Regions from separate parts of the Pan troglodytes genome. Here region 2 is linked to region 1. The links are chromatin contacts, called in public HiChIP or PLAC-seq maps. All regions are on one chromosome and are shown on one strand. Each heading gives the region's core, a stretch centred on a gene start, on an enhancer-like site or on the middle of the called end of the contact. The rest is flanking DNA. Distances are from core to core; before and after follow the strand shown. Region 1 holds the start of CITED4 (Cbp/p300 interacting transactivator with Glu/Asp rich carboxy-terminal domain 4). Region 2 holds the start of ZNF684 (zinc finger protein 684).

Region 1 (4,819 bases), core at 1,731-4,230:
TCGGCTCACTGCAACCTCCGCCTCCTGGGTTCAAGCAATTCTCCTGCCTCAGCCTCTTGAGTAGCTGAGATTACAGGCGTGTGCTACCACACCCAGCTAATTTTTGTATTTTTAGTCGAGACAGGGTTTCACCATGTTGGCCAGGCTGGTCTCAAACTCCTATATCAGGTGATCTGCCTACCTTGGCCTCCTAAAGTGCTGGGATTACAGGTGTGAGCCACCATGCCCGGCCTAAAGAACTTCTTAAACATTAGTTACACACACATTTTTTTTAAAATGGAAAATCATCTGGTGGTGCAATGGCTCCCAAATGCTGGTGACCTAAGACCAATGATGGCAGAATAATTTTTTGTTTGTTTTGTTTGTTTTTTGAGAGAGGGTCTCCCTACATTGCCCGGGCTGGAGTGCAGTGGTGCGATCATAGCTCACTGTAGCCAACTTCCCAGGTTCAAGTGATCCTCCCACCTCAACCTCCCAAGTAGCAAGGACTACAAGTGCACACCACCATGCCAAGCTAATTTTTTATTTTTTATTTTTTCAGAAACAGGGGTCTCGAACTCCTGAGCTCAAGGGATCTACTTGCCTCGGCCTCCCAAAGTGCTGGGATTACAAGCGTGAGCCACTCACCTGGCCTGCTTGTTGATTTTTTTGAGACAAGATCTCTGTCGCCCAGGCTGGAGTGCAGTGGTGCCATCATGGCTCACTGCAGCCTCCACCTCCAGGGCTCAGCTAATCCTCCCACCTGAGCCTCCTGGGTAGCTCAGACTACAGATACATGCCACTATGCCCAACTAATTATTTAACTTTTTGTAGAGACACGGTCTCACTATGTTTCCCAGGCTGGTCTTGAGCTCCTGGGCTCAAGCAATCCTCTCACTTTCATCTCCCAAATTGGGCAGAGATTTTCCATCTTTATCAAAGCCCCCACTCACCCACCCCTTACCCCCCACATCTCCAGATAAGTGTAAGGCATGGCCAGGTTTAAGAATTTCTGTGAGAAGCCTTACCTGTAGAGAAAGATTCAGGAGAATAAATTCCAGGGTGTAGCTTTTTACACTTTGCAAAAATGTGACCACACCCATGGTCATTTATCACTTCCCACAAGCTCTCAGGCTGACCAGGCAAGATCACCGTCTCCCTTTCACAGAGCAGAAAGCTGAGGCCCTGGGGAATCAAGTAATACTCCCTGCTCAACACTCAACAGTCACAGCTGGTTGGTGGTGGAGGTCACACACCTGTGGGTGGCAGAGATATGATTAGAACTTGGGCCTCTGGCTGGGTGCAGTGGCTCATGCCTGTAATCCCAGCACTTTGGAAGGCTGAGGTGAGAGGGTCACTTGAGGCCAGGGATTCAAGATAAGCCTGAGGCCCTCCTCACTCCCCCATGCCGCCCCCCCGCTCCCTTCTCTATTTAAAAAAATAAGAAGAAGAAAGAGGGAAGAAAAGACCTTGGGCCCCTGAATTCTCACTCTAGGGCTCTCCCCTCTACATCAACTGGATAAACCCAAGTTCCAGGAAGTCCCAAGGATGCCACGGGGTGGGGGAAGGTCAGAGAAGGGAGAGAGAGTGTCAAATGCGTGGAGGGTAAGGTTCTGGGAGGCTGTCTCCTGGCCACAGGAAAGACTCCAGTTGCCCTAAGGACTTGGAAAACACATGGCATTCACACGCTAACTCTGGCTGCCTGTGACCTCAGGACAGCCACTTTCTCTTTGTGTGCTTCTCCTTATCACTGAAATGGGGCTGATAATCCATGCCCTGCCCCCAACAAAATACTTGTAGAATGTAAAGCACTTTAAAAGTCCAAGTTATTATTGCTGTTATCAAGAGAAGGCCCTTTGGGACAGAACTTAAATAGCCTTGGCCGGGCGCGGTGGCTCACGCCTGTAATTCCAGCACTTTGGGAGGCCGAGGCGGGCGGATCACGAGGTCAGGAGATCGAGACCAGGCTAACACGGTGAAACCCCGTCTCTACTAAAAATACAAAAAAAATTAGCCGGGCGTGGTAGCGGGCGCCTGTAGTCCCAGCTACTCGGGAGACTGAGGCAGGAGAATGGCGTGAATCCGGGAGGCGGAGCTTGCAGTGAGCCAAGACAGCGCCACTGCAGTGCAGCCTGGGCGAAAGAGCGAGACTCCGTCTCAAAAAAAAAAAAAAAAAAAAAAAAAAAAAAAAAAAAAAGAACTTAAATAGCCTTTCTTTCATCTAAGGGACACTTTTGAGCATCTACCACATACCAGGCACTGTGCTGGGCACTGTACACACATGCCCTCACTTACCCCTCACAAAGGGTCAGTGCTGCTGTTCTTTACCTTTTACAGATGAAGAAACTGAGGCTCAGCTGAGAGTTGCAATTCATTCCATCATTAGTTCATTCACTCAGCTTTTACTAAAAGCCTGCTCTGGGCCAGGCTCTGGGCCAAGTGCTGAGAAGAAGATGAACAAGTCCTTCAGGAGACGTGCCCATAAATTACTTTAATAACAACTAAGTACATGCTTCAACAGACAAGGTGCAGTGGGAACTAGAGGGGGAGCAACAGGCTCTCCTGGGGGTTATGGGAATGGACAGCTGACCTCCTGCGGGGACCCTGCACCGCTAAGGTGCATGCGCCCTGTGTAGCTGTGCAGTCTCACTTTGATCAAGGCTTTGCTGTGTATTTCCAGGAAGCCTCTTCCGCCACTGAGCCTCGGTCTCTACCTGGAAAGTTAAAAGGTTGCGTAGGCCTGACATCCTGCAGCTCTTGGGGGCCTAAAACTCTGGCCCTCCCACCCCACCTTCTGGTCAGTTCAAGCTCGACCCCAGCCAAGTCCGATTCCGAAGCCCTGAGGGCCAGACCGAGTCCCTCCGAAAGTGCCAAATACCCCGCCCCAGGGCGGTGCTCAGAGCCTGGGGCGTGGCCGGAGTCCCAAGGGGCGGGGTTCCAGTGGGGGGCGGGGCCAAGACCTAGATGCAGGCGTGCGCGGCCCGCCCAGAAGCGTCTCAACCAGCCAATGAGCGTCCGAGGGCGGGGAAGCCCCGCCTCTGGGTATAAGAATACGCGGAGCCCAGCTACGCGACGCGGAGGTTTCGGAGCACTACAGGGTGCGGGCCTTTGTGACCCCAGGCTGCGGCCGCAAGGTGCGCAGTAGTGGGCTGGGCCGGGGCACCAGTCGGGTTTGGTTTTGCTCCGCCCGGCCGAGCTGCAGGGACCGCACGGTGCCCGGGTCTCCCGCCGCAGAGGAGCCGCTGGCCCGGGCCGGGGGAGCCGGCGCTGACCACCGCGCGCTGTCCCCGCAGGCAGCCGGCCTGCCGCCATGGCCGACCACCTGATGCTCGCCGAGGGCTACCGCCTGGTGCAGAGGCCGCCGTCCGCCGCGGCCGCCCATGGCCCTCATGCGCTCCGGACTCTGCCGCCGTACGCGGGCCCGGGCCTGGACAGTGGGCTGAGGCCGCGGGGGGCTCCGCTGGGGCCGCCGCCGCCCCCCCAACCCGGGGCCCTGGCGTACGGGGCCTTCGGGCCGCCGTCCTCCTTCCAGCCCTTTCCGGCCGTGCCTCCGCCGGCCGCGGGCAGCGCGCATCTGCAGCCTGTGGCGACGCCGTACCCCGGCCGCGCGGCCGCGCCCCCCAACGCTCCGGGAGGCCCCCCGGGCCCGCAGCCGGCGCCCAGCGCCGCAGCCCCGGCGCCGCCCGCGCACGCCCTGGGCGGCATGGACGCCGAACTCATCGACGAGGAGGCGCTGACGTCGCTGGAGCTGGAGCTCGGGCTGCACCGCGTGCGCGAGCTGCCCGAGCTCTTCCTGGGCCAGAGCGAGTTCGACTGCTTCTCGGACTTGGGGTCCGCGCCGCCCGCCGGCTCCGTGAGCTGCTGAGCGCGGCCGGCGCCCACCCGGTGTGCCGGAGAGCAGAAGGGGCCCGACTGCCCGCCGGACCCTGCACCCAGCGACTGGGCCCCGCGCGCGCCCTCCGCGAGGGTGGAGGCGGCGGCTGTGTGCGCAGGGCCCGGCACCGGACTGGGACCCTGGCGTCCCTCCAGGCCTTGCCTCCTGCGGGAGGACAGTTTGGCTTCACTTCTCTGACCCCAGCCTCGGCCGTAAAGTGAAAGAGACTGGACCAGCTTCAGCTTTCGGACTCTGGTTCTTGGAACGTGTCCTCTCCCCCTCGCCGCCCTCTTCCCCCAATCTGAGCCATTGCAGGCCTCTGCCTGCTGCCCCCTCTCTCCTCGGGATCGGGTCCCCAGAGCCACCATCTCCTGAGCCTCCCACCCCGCTGCCTGGGCCCTGTGGTTGCTGGGCCTCCCACCTCAAGGAGGGGAAGGTTGTACAGCCCGAACCTGTGAAGCAATGCCCTATCTGGCCTCCAAAACCAAAATAAAACTGGGTCACTTTACAGTCTTGCCGTTTTCATTTCCTTATCACCCCGAGCCCTGACTGTATTTAGCTTCCAAAGTCCCAAGGTTGCTGAAGACACTGGATGGCATGGGGGCCACAGTCCCCAGCAGTGCCCAGGAGAGGAAACCGACAGTTTCTTTCAAAAATATCTCGTGGGTTGTGCAATTGTTATGTCACAACCTGGAGGGCAGAGGCTGCCACTGGGTGGTGGGGTAACCCACTGGGCTTCCCAGCTCCTAGGGTAGGGTGGGGGGAGCTTGGTGCTCTGCCAGAGAGGAGCTGGGTGGCACCGGGTTCAGACAGCCTAGCTTTGGACCCTGACTCTCTCCTTTGCCCAAGACACCATCCGTTCTGATTTTTGAGGCTGTTTCCCAGAGGGAGATGGTCCCCGTCTCCTCAGGTAGTTACGCTGCCTTTAGCACAGTGCCAAATACCTGGGCAGTTCTCAGTAAGTGA
Region 2 (4,819 bases), core at 1,601-4,100, 330 kb after region 1:
TAATTTTGCTTTATCTTCACAGCAATGCCAATACTTTTTAACTGGCTGGTTATCCATTTACTATGATTTCCAGGAAGACTGAGTACACATTTGCAGCTCAAATTTGTTCCAACCATCTGCAAACCCTATGACTTGAATATCAACTTACCAATCTTCTAAATTTCCTTTTAGACTTGATCTTTTATTTGGTTTACATTTTTCCTGACCATACATTTCCTTTTTATCATATGGATTTTTGGGAGATTTAAACAAATGGATGAATAGATGGATACCTTACCTGGAAGCTGATCATTTTCTGCAGCTCTTACACAGAAATCTATGAAAGTAGAAATGGGGAAGAGAATAGAAAGACCTGAGATACCAGGACTGCATGCAAAGTAGAACCCTGCTCTATCAGACCATAATACCCACACTGCAGCCTCAGAAAATGCCACCTAGTGGGGGAGAATGACATTTCTAGCAAGACAGAAAAGTCCATGTTCCATAAGCACAGATCTCTACTTGTGATTGTTAGGAATATATGGAGCTTAGATAAGGATGTTACATGTTTCTGTCCTACTGATCTAGCACCAAGTGGTTCCTCTTGAAACAGTTATTTTTTTTCCTCCCAGAAATTTATCCTGAAGAAATAATGAATGAGTTGACTCACTTAAAAGCTTGGTCTCTGAAGCTCCGTAAGTCTAAAAATGATTCCTTCCTGTGATTCTCTGGTTTCTACTCTGAAGCTGGGATAAGAGATTGCAAATTAGGTTGGGCTTTCTTGAGAAGGCTGGATTCAGGGACCCAGGAACACTTTTTTTTTTTTTTTTTTTTGTTAAGCTGGATCCTTCAGTTTAAACTCCAAATGTTTCTCTGTAGAAACTCGCCATCTCCTATGAGCTTAGACTGCTGGGGCTCTAGAAAGGGTATAATGGGCAAACCGGGGACTCACATCTTCATTTACACAGTCTGCACTGGAAGATCTGCAGATACAACAAGAGACTCTACAAAATGACTACAAATCGAAATTTACTCAGCATTCATTGCTCAAATATTTCAGGAGAATAAACCCAACTCTGTTTTATGCAGGAATGCTATACTGTAAAAAAAAAAAAAAAAATGAAATTTGGAGAAAATGTATCTGAGTTTGAATCTCAGTTCTTCCACTTACTAAGCTGTGTGAGTCCAGGCAAGTAATTTCACCTTTCAGCTTCAGTTAACTCATATGCAAAATGGTAATAGCATTTACTTCAAATGATTGCTGAGAATACCCTTCTAATCCATAGCAGTTTCTCAAGAATGCTTTCTTCCTGGATCCCTTGAAATAGCTTACAGTTTCCACTGGATCCCTTGACATGGCTTAAAATTGTCGCAGGCTCCAGTCGGGCCAACTATGCTCTTGGAACCAGGAAAGGTACAGTTAGATGAACAGACTCCTACATAGTGACCTTGACCTACAAGAGCAGGAATGCAAATTGAGCCTCTCCCAGTCCCACCAGAGCCCTGGACATCTACCCAGTGCCAGTCGGAGCCCAACTCTTGCTTTCTCTCAGCTACTCGAGTTGAACAGGACCCACATATCCAAACCTGAAGTCACTGCGCTTGGAGACTAAAGTTTTATCTTCGGTAGGGTAAACCTAGAAGCCAGTCCCCGCCTTTCTCTTACGTCCTCCGAGTCCAGCAAAGCCATACCTGCCACCCTTTCACTGCCTCGCTCGCAGCTCCGGCTCCAAGCCTGGGATCAGTCACAGCGTCGTCCAGAGACAGGGGAGCAAGCCCCGCCAGCACTTCCCGCGGCGCTGATTTGAAGATTGAATACCGGCTACCGTCCTACTACGCGTGTGCGGAAGTAACTGTCCACCTAGAGTTCCTGGACTCCTCCCGGGTGTAGGCCATCCGTCGGAGACCACATTTCCCATAAGGCCAGTGGAGCTCGTTTCCGGAAGACGTCAGACGCTGCTTCCTCTTGGGGGGTGGTGCGGAGATTCCCGGGTTGGTATCTCTATTGCTAGCCTGAGAGCCACGCTTTTTAAGTCGTTTTCATTTAAAAGGATACACAGCATTTTTAAATACTGGAAAGTAAAATCAGCGGTATGCTAAAAAAAATTTGCTCTTACTCAGCAGGGTTTCTTCTAGCAATGCACCAGGTTAAGTCGGAGAGGTGAAGAGGATCCAACAAAGAAGACTGAGAAGGAATAATCCATGAAGTAGATGGAAAAGTAGGAGAGTTTAGATCTGCAAAACCAAGGGAAGGAAGTGTTTCAAGAAGGGAGTGACCCACTGTCTCAAATGTTGCTCATAGGTCAAGTAAAATGAGAATTAAGAATGGGCCACTGTAGCAATGGTCACCAGTGATGTTGAAACGCCATTTTGGCAGTGGTGGAAGTTTGATAAAGTCTGATGAAAATTTGATAGGAGTTGGAGGGAAGGATGGGAGGAGAGGAAATGGAGAAAGCAAATATACGCAATACTTTTAAGAAGTTTTGTTTTTAAGGTGAGCAGAAAAATAAGGCTATCATGGGATAGGGATTTTGTTAATCTTTTGTTGTTGTTGCGTTTTTCCACATGTTCTAATTTTTTTTTTTTAATTCAAAGATGGGGCTGAGTGTGGTGGCTTATGCCTGTAATCCTAACATTTCAGGAGGCCAAAGTGGGAGGATTGGTTGAGCCCAGGAGTCTGAAACTGCCTAGGCAACATAGTGAGACCCTCATCTCTACAAAAAATAAAAAACTAGCCTGGCATGGCACCCGCCTGAAGTCCCAACTACTTGAGAGGCTGAGATGGGAGGATCGCTTGAGCCCAGACAGTAGAGACTGCAGTGAGCCGTGATCCCGCCACTGCACTGCAGCATGGGCGACAGAGCTAGTCTCTGTCTCAAAAAAATAAAATAAAAAAGATGGAAGAAATTATAGTAAGTTTATGTACTAATTAAAAGAATCTAGGCTGGGCGCAGTGGCTCACGCCTGTAATCCCAGCACTTTGGGAAGCTTAGGTGGGCAGATCACCTGAGGTCAGGAGTTGGAGACCAGCCTGCCCAACATGGTGAAACCCCGTCTTTACTAAAAATACAAAAATTAGCCGGGCGTGGTGGCAGACGCCTGTAAACCCAGCTACCTGGGAGGCTGAGGCGGGAGAATCACTTGAAACCGGGAGGCAGAGGTTGCAGTGAGCCGAGATCACACCACTGCACTCCAGCCTGGGCGACAGAGCGAGGCTCTGTCTCAAATAAATGAATTAGTTAATAAAATAAAACAAAAGATCCAGTAGAGGCGGGAAATACACAATTCAGGATAGACAGGCTAGTTACTCGGAGGAATGTCCTTGAGAAGAGAAGGGATGGAATCCAGTACACAATCACAGGGATCATTCTAAGTAAGAGTATGGATAATTCATCTCCATTGAAATAAAAGGGGAGGCAGAGTTTATAAGTACAGATCCAAACAGGTGGACAAATATGGTGGTAGGAGAAAGAGGATGCCCTGTTCTGAGTGCTTCTATTTTCCCAGTGAAATAGGAAGCTGAAATGAAGATGGGGGAAAGTATTTTAGACTTGACAGAAAAGATGAATACTGTATTATGATGATTTTGAAACATGATTTTTTCATATTTTAACATCTGTGAAATTGCTGTCTTACAAGTGATGGCATTCCATAGTTTAATCAGGAGCATTGTTTTTTATTAGTACATAAAATAATAATACAATTTATAATCAATGGCATCTGAGATTCGATAAAGTATGATTTATGAATGTGAGCAAGTGAATAGATTAAGGAAATGTAGTACTATTGCCTGGCACCATTAAGAACTGGCTTGATATTAGTAGCCATTATCGCTTCTCAGCCTTTTGGCTAAGATCAAGTGATATTAGTACCCATTGACTTTACTAGCATTTTCTATGCAATAAACACATCTCTCTCTCTCTGCCTCCCCTCCCGTCCCCTTCCCTCCCCTCTCCTGTCTCTCAACAGAAAGGACATATATTAAAGACATGGGTAGTAGAATAAATTCATTACATCTTAATATCTAAAGTATTTTGGACCAAATTACTTGTGTATTTTTATTAGAAACAGTATGTATTTTGTGCAACCCAAAAATTAGGCATTTAATTTTACAAAACATTTCATTATGGTAATTTTAAACTATGCAATAGTAGAAAGAATAGTGGTGAACTTCCATGTATCCATCCCCCAACTCCAATAATTATCAGCTCAGGGCCAATTCTGTTTCATCTCTACCCCCAACCCCATTGCATAGTATTTTGAAGCAAATCCCAGAGCATATAATTTCACCAATAAAAATAAAGACTTAAAAAACCATATTATTATCACATCTAAAATATTAACAATATTTCCTTAACATCATCAAACATTGAGTCATTGTTTAAATTATCAATTTTCTCATAAATGCAATTTCTTTTAGAGTTTTAAAAAAATTAAGTACATACGTTGGGCACAGTGGCTCATGCCTGTAACCACATCACTTTGGGAGGCTGAAGAAGAGGGAGGATTGCTTGAGGCCAAGAGTTTGAGGCTGCAGTCAGCTATGATCATACCACAACTTTAGAGGTTGTAAAAAAGGGACACTCTAATTCTATCATTCCTTTGTCATTTAGCAGCTGGATTATTCCTATAAAGAGGAACTTCATATCATGTACTATGTAGTTATTCAGGTATACAGTTCACATAGGAATGTCAGGAAAAAAAATTATTTACCAGTTTTCAACTTAACAATTCCCAATTATCTTCTAAACATGACCCATTTTTGAGCATCATTATGAACTCATAGATTTAAACATGTTTGATGTGCTTCAATCTATTGCTATTGTTATCCCTACTGATA

What was found. HiChIP or PLAC-seq counts read pairs in DNA pulled down with a chosen protein or histone mark.
Region 2: a contact with region 1 is called in an H3K4me3 HiChIP or PLAC-seq map of stem cell-derived excitatory neurons, with 4 times the contacts expected there. The contact joins the promoter of ZNF684 here to the promoter of CITED4 in region 1. A contact is called at or near these places in 1 of 7 Hi-C or Micro-C datasets (stem cell-derived neural progenitor cells) and 1 of 1 datasets of contacts at active chromatin or transcription factors (stem cell-derived excitatory neurons).

Annotation. Positions count from the first base shown.
Region 1 is chr1:190,105,411-190,110,229 of NHGRI_mPanTro3-v2.0_pri, forward strand. It overlaps CITED4 (Cbp/p300 interacting transactivator with Glu/Asp rich carboxy-terminal domain 4), which reads left to right and starts at 2,981. Exons shown (of 1, transcript XM_001172473.8): 1 at 2,981-4,363. The coding sequence starts at 3,290. The coding sequence ends at 3,844.
Region 2 is chr1:190,439,850-190,444,668 of NHGRI_mPanTro3-v2.0_pri, forward strand. ZNF684 (zinc finger protein 684) reads right to left here and starts at 2,851. Exons shown (of 5, transcript XM_513358.8): 1 at 1,672-2,851; 2 at 278-316. The coding sequence starts at 292.